Regions from separate parts of the Zea mays genome. Here region 2 is linked to region 1. Evidence: chromatin contacts called from public Hi-C data. All regions are on one chromosome and are shown on one strand. The core of a region is the stretch at or near the end of the contact, and the rest is flanking DNA. Distances in the headings are between cores, read along the strand shown.

What was found. Hi-C and Micro-C count contacts between places; a contact is called where the count stands out from the background.
Region 2: a Hi-C map of ear shows a contact between it and region 1, with 3 times the contacts expected there. The contact joins the promoter of LOC100273549 here to the promoter of LOC100273197 in region 1. A contact is called at or near these places in 6 of 25 Hi-C or Micro-C datasets (bundle sheath, ear, leaf and 3 more).

Annotation. Positions count from the first base shown.
Region 1 is chr10:9,231,116-9,234,649 of Zm-B73-REFERENCE-NAM-5.0, reverse strand. LOC100273197 reads right to left here and starts at 1,463. Exons shown (of 2, transcript NM_001147641.1): 1 at 1,307-1,463; 2 at 1-1,190. The coding sequence starts at 1,339.
Region 2 is chr10:9,416,306-9,419,888 of Zm-B73-REFERENCE-NAM-5.0, reverse strand. LOC100273549 reads left to right here and starts at 1,640. Exons shown (of 15, transcript NM_001347205.1): 1 at 1,640-1,847; 2 at 2,025-2,134; 3 at 2,422-2,482; 4 at 2,568-2,888; 5 at 3,428-3,583. The coding sequence starts at 1,748.

The sequences.
Region 1 (3,534 bases), core at 214-2,713:
ACGCGCAGCTCGCCGGCGGCGAGGCTGCCGGCCACCACCGGGTGCGGTAGAGGCTGGTGGGGCGGCGTCGGCGGGTACTCCTCCTTCACGTGCCACCGCTGGGGAAACTGGAGCGCGGCTGTGGGTCGCGGAGGGTGCTTCTCCACGGGCAGAGGGTGCTGCTGCTGGTGGTGGTGGCTCTGGCTCCCGCTCCTCCGCTGCCGGTGAAGCTGCAGCACCTGGCTGTGCCTGTTGGCGTGCTCCGACGGCTCGAAGGTGGGGCTCGCCAGCGGCCGGTACTCCGGCAGCAGCCGCCCCTGCCTGTACCGCACGCCGCACGCGTTGCACAGCGTGCTACGCCCCAGCGGGCCTTCCCGCCACTGTGGCGTCGACGACGACCCGCAGTGCAGGCACTGCTTCGCGGACTTCGGGGGCCGCCACGGCTTCTTCGCCGAGGCCACCGAAGCCGGCGTCTTCTTCCTCTTCTTCTTGACGAGGTACACCGCTGGCGCTGGCGGCGGCGGCGCGGGCATCGGCGACGGTGGCGGAGGTCTCCCCTGCTTCAGAGGCATCTTCCTCACCAGGTAAACGTCGGGAACTGACCCGGGCTCCCAGATCGGGCTGTCAGGCGACGACTCCGAGGCCGGGCTGTCCGGGGGCGGTCGGGCGGCCGTCCTCGGCGCGGGGCGGTGCCGCACCTGCCCCCGCAGTGCCCCGGCCACCTTCAGCCGGACCCCGCAGGCGTTGCAGAGCGTGCCCTGCCCCATCGGCCCCGACCTCCACTGCGGCGTCACCACCGCGCCGCACTGCAGGCACATCCTCACACTCTTAACCGGCCTCTCCTCTGCCGCCGCGGGGGTGTATGGGTCTGGCGACGGCGCCTGGCGCACGCACAGGCTCTGTGGACGAGCCTCCTCAGACGGATTATTAACCACCGACGCTGGGAGAACCGGCCCCTTTGCCTCCTCCGGCGCGGGGACGGGGAGCTTGAAGGCCCACCAGCCCGACGGCTGGGCACGGAGGCGGGGACGGCTGCGCCTCTTGCGCCGGACGGTGGCGTCGAGGCAGGAGACGGCGACGGGCAGGAGCGGCGCCACCGCCGGGAGCGAGAGCACGTAGCCGGGGGGGCCCTCCCACTCCTCCTCTCCGCCACCGCCGGCCATGTCGCCGGTCGCCACGGGTCGCCGGGTTCTTGGGTCCAATCCAGGCGGCTGCGCAACTTGACAAGAAGAATGCTATCTTTAGCAGGCTCCCGAGCAATATTACAGGATGCGAGTTTATCTTCCCAACCACCCAACGAAAAATAGAGATATTAATGGATCCGAACCTCTCCTTTGTCCTCATCATCCGCCATCGCCATGGACGGAGGCCGGACCGGGCGAGCGAGCAGATAGGAGGCGACCAACGGACCGGCGCGTCAGCAGAACAAGGGGAAGAAAGAGAGTTGGAAAAGATGACGAGTCATGCTCAGTTAGTTTTTTTTCTCCATGTTGTTTTGGGTTGCATAGAGGGTCACGGAAACAGCAAATTGTTTTCACGAACTCCGGCGAGCTTTGTCGGAGGCGAGAACGCGTGCCCTGACTTGTATTTTTCTTCTGCAAAATTACAAAATTTAAACGGTATTGACACAAAATATGATGAATATGGATTAAATTCCACGTTTCCCTCTGTATCAGTCGATTGTTAAACGCTCCATTCCGATGCATTCTCTGTATTGGGTTTGCTATCCGTCTTATAACTATAGATAGATAGATGGGATCCCTAGATAGATGGATCTAAATACTTATACGGATATTATTTTTTATTACAAATAAATAAAATATAGAATCTGTGTGTTTTTATTTTTATCATTAAGCTTATTACAATTCCTCTATACAATTATATAATCCATTAGTTTAACTTTGCAAAATTAATCCAAAAAATCACCCTCACAACATAACCTTTACTAAATCAACCAAATAAATTATATCTACACTTAATATATCATAAAATCAACAATTCGGATCACTGAATAACTTTGTCTTCCTTATTTCAATTAAATAGATAATATTATTTGAACCATCTATTATCTTATCTCTCCATGAACCCGCTGCCCCTCCTGCCTCTGTTGCCACTGTCAGCCTCTCCTTCATGTCGTAGTTGTTACCGTCGCCATCGACCTTTATCCTCCCTAAAATCATAGCATTAGCAAGAGGTATATACTAGTATAAAATAAAAGTTCAAATACATGTTCAGATTCATACGTTTTTTCACCTTTTTCATTGCAGAGAAAATAATGCAAAAAAGTACAAAAATTATTCATATTTACATAACTAAATATTAGCATCAAATTATTTATTTTATATATATATATATATATATTAAATATTAATTTTATTCTATAATTGAGATGTTTAAGTATCCATCCCTAAATTCAATCCGGCTGCGCTCGGTTGCCTGGTTTGCGCCACTCGCACGCGCTCTGAATATTGAATAGAGCTGCTTAGTGAACACACAAATCAAGCTGATTCAATCGCTAAACCACAAATTCAAAAATTTAGGAACCCAAAAAAATAGAATTCAATATTTTAGGAACAACAAATTGGTAATGGTTGGTCCACATCAAATATTCTGCTCCTGGCTCTCTGGCCGGTTGGCAAGATTAGGTTTATGCTAAATGTTTTATGGAATTTCGGAGACGCTCTTGTTCTATCTTCTTCGCATATACTCTCTCCGTTGCAAAATATAATTCGTTAGACTTTTTCAACCCCAACTTTGATCACTCGTCTTATTAGAAAAATTCATGAAAAGATGAAAAAATTTAAGTCATATGTAAAGTATATATATGACAAATCACAACGAAATTTTTGATTTTTTTCCATAATTTTTTAACAAGACGAGTTAGTCAAACTTGTAATAAAAAGTCAAACGAATTATAAATTGTGACGAAGTGAGTAGCAGTGACTAGTGAGTGGTTCCGTGCCATTTGTCCACAACGTCAAATATGATTCATGTGGTTGGAATGAGCGAAGCATGTGTCAGTGTGTGTATCCTCCATATGTACGCGCAGGTTATTAAATTAGCACACAGAGAGCTTGATTAAAGTTCAGTATCTTCCCCGCAAGCAAAATAGACGTTGCAATCCTATCGTTTCCATTTCATTTTGTCAAAACAAAAAAAAAATCTACTATGTGCATCTCGCTTTAGCTAGCCTTTGTGCTTGGGAGCCGACTTTGACTTTATTCCAAATGCCAGCGGCACCAATCGTACATTCATTTGCGGAACTATATATTCAACTGATCTAATTGTCCTGACCAACAAACCGCAATAATAGGAACCAACCGACATATGATTCAGCCGACCAGTGTTTGTGCTGATCTTCGGCAATCGGCACTAAAATTTAGTTCAGATTTTAGATGCCAACTGGAAGAGCTAAATATAAATTAATTATGAAACTAATTGTATAATTCATGGCTAATTTGTGAGATGAATTTATTAAGTCTACTAATCTATGATTAGCACATGTTTAACAACTCGTCTCAAGAAAAAACTGGAGAAATACACCGAAACCGTACA
Region 2 (3,583 bases), core at 391-2,890, 190 kb before region 1:
GTCGCAAGCTCTGATGACACCAGGAGGAGGACAGGGGAGCAACCCAGGGGCAACAAACGAATGACCCCCTCGAGTAGAACACAAGTCCCGACTGTAAATGCCACTCTTGACCTATAAAAAAGACTGGACAAAATACTCCTAAGCAATATACTTCCATCAGCACTATATTGGACTGGGCCACGGCCTGAACCAGTATGACCCCCCCCCCCTGTGCCATAGCTCCTTAGCGTACCCCACCGAACACAAATCTATTGTCCCCCGGTATGCATATCATTTACACACCGATTGATACATGTTATATGTACGTGTGGTGCATATTACCTATGAGTTAAAGTGATGCCATGAGTTAAACTGATGATTGATGAATCGTGTCTGTGTGTTAAATTGGTCTATGTGACTATGATTGTGGATTAAACTAATGAACATGCGTGCGAATTGATGAGTGATAAGCTGTGTTCATTTGGTGTTATATTGATGTAATATGTGAAAACTATGAGTATAATTACTATTTCATATCGTCAAATTTATACGTACAAACTAAAGAATGAGTTCCTCCATATATGTATGTGTGGCTAGTTGTGTGACCACTACATGTAAAAACTTTTAGTGTGTTGACTAATCCTCCAAATGAGGTGAAGCTGGACGGGTATCCATTCTCTAAAAAGGAACCGTTGCAGCCCATCGATCAATCCGTAACAACAAATGGACGGGGCCTAAGTTTAGTTGAGGAGAAACAGAACTAGAATATTACCTGGACCGAGGTAGTGCCGACCTTGGGGATGTAAAAAAATAAAAATAAAAAATCGGCGCATGAGTGAGAGTGACTAACCAATCGAAGCCGGCGACGACGCTACATACCTGGACAATATAAATTAGTTTTGTAGAATTGTCTTTAAGTCAACATTGTGTACACATTTAACCAAATCCATAAATCAGTTCCGATCCAGTTACATCCTTGAGCTAGGCTAATGTGGTACGTTTTTTTTTTTAATTTGACCTAATTGCAGCCAACCTTGAGGCTAATGTAGTAAAGTACTACACTTTTTTTTAATCTGATCCAATCATGTCATCCCATGATTTTGTAGCTAAATATGTTACTTTATTAAATGAATTCCAATCTTTCTTAAATAAAGGAATCCAAACGCTCGTTAGTAAAATAGGGTTACCAAACTAACGACAGACACACTTGGTCGATAACTTCGGTATTAGAAGTAAAGTATTGATTGATACCGACACCCTGTAACTTTTTAAAGAAAACAAAAGAAAATTGTTATTGCACGCAAGGTGGTCGTCTTCGTTTTCATCGGCGTGCAAAACAGAACTTGATGACGAGGCCTTGGTAAAGTAAAGAAAGAGAACAAACCCTGTGTCGGAAGACACAGCAACCGCCGTCGCCCTCCCCCGCCAAAATCGCAACAAGAATGTCCACAAGCCACAGCCTTGTCTTGTCTTCTGTATCTACATCCTCTCGCAATTCCCCATCGTCTTCTACCCTTCTGTCCTCCGATCCCCACCCTCCGGTTAACTCCTCACCAAGAAAAAGGAACCGGCCGTCCTCGTTCCTGTCGTCGCTGTTCTTTCCTCGCCATTACCGGCGTATAAAACCAGCCCTCGGCCTGATCGCACAGCATCCGGCCAAGCGGGAGTAGTCCCTGTCGTCTGTCCACCACCCTCTGCGAGTACGTCTCCTCCTCCCGTCTGTCTCTCTCTGTGTGTCGGTCTGCCGTTCCCGCCGCCGCCGCCGCAGATGGGCCTGTTCAGCTCGCCGGCCAAGGTGTACAAGCCGGCCGCCGACGTGGACCTCGGCCCAGGCAGCGACGAGCTCTACATCAGCCCCAATGTCAAAGGTCTGCTGCCCGCTCATCCTGGAGAATTCTCGGTGTCCTCAACTCAGTCGTTCTATTAGTAGTAGAAGAGAATCTGTAATTCTGCTGATCTGAACCCAGTTCAGTTCAGTTCAGTGCTTGGAGTAGAAGAGAACTGAGAATTTTTTATCCCCCCCCTTGTCCTCGCTCGACCTCCAGCTCCTCGGGTCGCCGGGCTCCTGGTGAAGATCTTCGTGTGGATCCTGGAGATGCCCATCGTCGGGCAGATCGTGCTCTACATCCTGAAGAAGGACAACCTCATCAACAAGGTGCAAAGTCCATCCATCTCTATCCCCCTTCCGTGAAAACTCCGCTGAATTCAAGAATCAAACCTCTTTTCTGCCAACGCTTCCGTCAAACGAACTGAAAGTTTGGCCCCAAGTTTGACTAGTTCAGACGCTGCCTGCCTGCCTGCCTGTGAAACGAACTGAAAGGCAGCAGCAGCCATCAGCGGAAGGCACGGCACGTACGGCACTGTGGCGACAAGAGTGTTCTGCAGTATAGTTCAGCGTCTTCTCTGACCGCTTCTAATTGTACTTGTACCCACTGTTGGCAGCTGGTGTCCGACGCCGACATCCCGGAGCCGCCGCTGTTCACGGCATCGCACAGCTGGGAAGGTGCTCTGCTCTGCTCTGCTCTGCCGTCCCTGTCTGGCCTGACCGACCGAGCGAGCGCACTGACGGACTGTCGTTGCTGTTCCAGACACCCCGGAGCAGAGCGTGCGGCTGACCAAGCCCGACCTGTCGGCGGCGGAGCGGGTCCAGGAGGCCGTGGGCTGCCTCCCGGCGCGGCTGGAGGCCGCGCTGGCCGCCGACGCGCGCGGCATCAGGCGCTGGACCGTCCGCGACTTCTCCGACGCGTACAGGTCCGGCGAGGTGACGCCTGTCCAGGTGGCGGCGAGGTTCCTCGCGGCGGTGAGGGAGAGCTCGGGCCCTGGCGTGAGCAATATGGCCTTCTTCATCAGCTGCGACCCCGACGACGTCATGAGGCAGGCCGAGGAATCCACCCTCAGGTACCAGAGAGGTACTGTATACTACTACTACTACATTCCTGTGCATTTCTTTGATGGGTGAAAAAAGATGGTCAGGCAGGCAGCCTTTTGCTCTGACGACGGGTGGGAGAGCTTTCACTAGTTTGTCTGTAGCTCTTGGCTTTGCAACCAGCCAGCCGCCATTGCCGGTAGCAAGCAGTAAGTAACTAGCAGCCACATATAGGGAGGAGGACTGAGGAGGCGTACAAGAAAGAGAGTCGCCGAATTCTCTGAATCGGCATCTGAGAGAGTTGCAGGTCGAGTTGCTGGTGCCTCTGATCCTCCTGTCACTGCCTGGCGTAAAGCAGCAGCGAAGAAGCCGAGAGTTCTTCGCCTTCGCCTTCGCCTGCCTGCTCCATGCTTCCATCCGTATCGGCGGCTGGCGCATTCACTGCAGGCCGGCCGGAGTAGGCGGCGGGGCCCAGGCTGTGATAATAGCAATTGATTACTGCTGCTTTTGCAATCATTCGTCTCGTTGGTCAGCTGCGAGCGAGCGCGACGGACATGACAACATGACATGGTGTGCGTGCAGGGGCGCCGCTGTCCGCGCTGGACGGCGTGCTGGTGGGCGTGAAGGACGAGATCGACTGCCTGCCGTACCCGACCACGGGCGGGACGCGGTGGCTGGGCGCGGCGCGGCGCTGCGAGGCCGACGCCGCGTGCGTCGCGCAGCTGCGCGCCTGCGGGG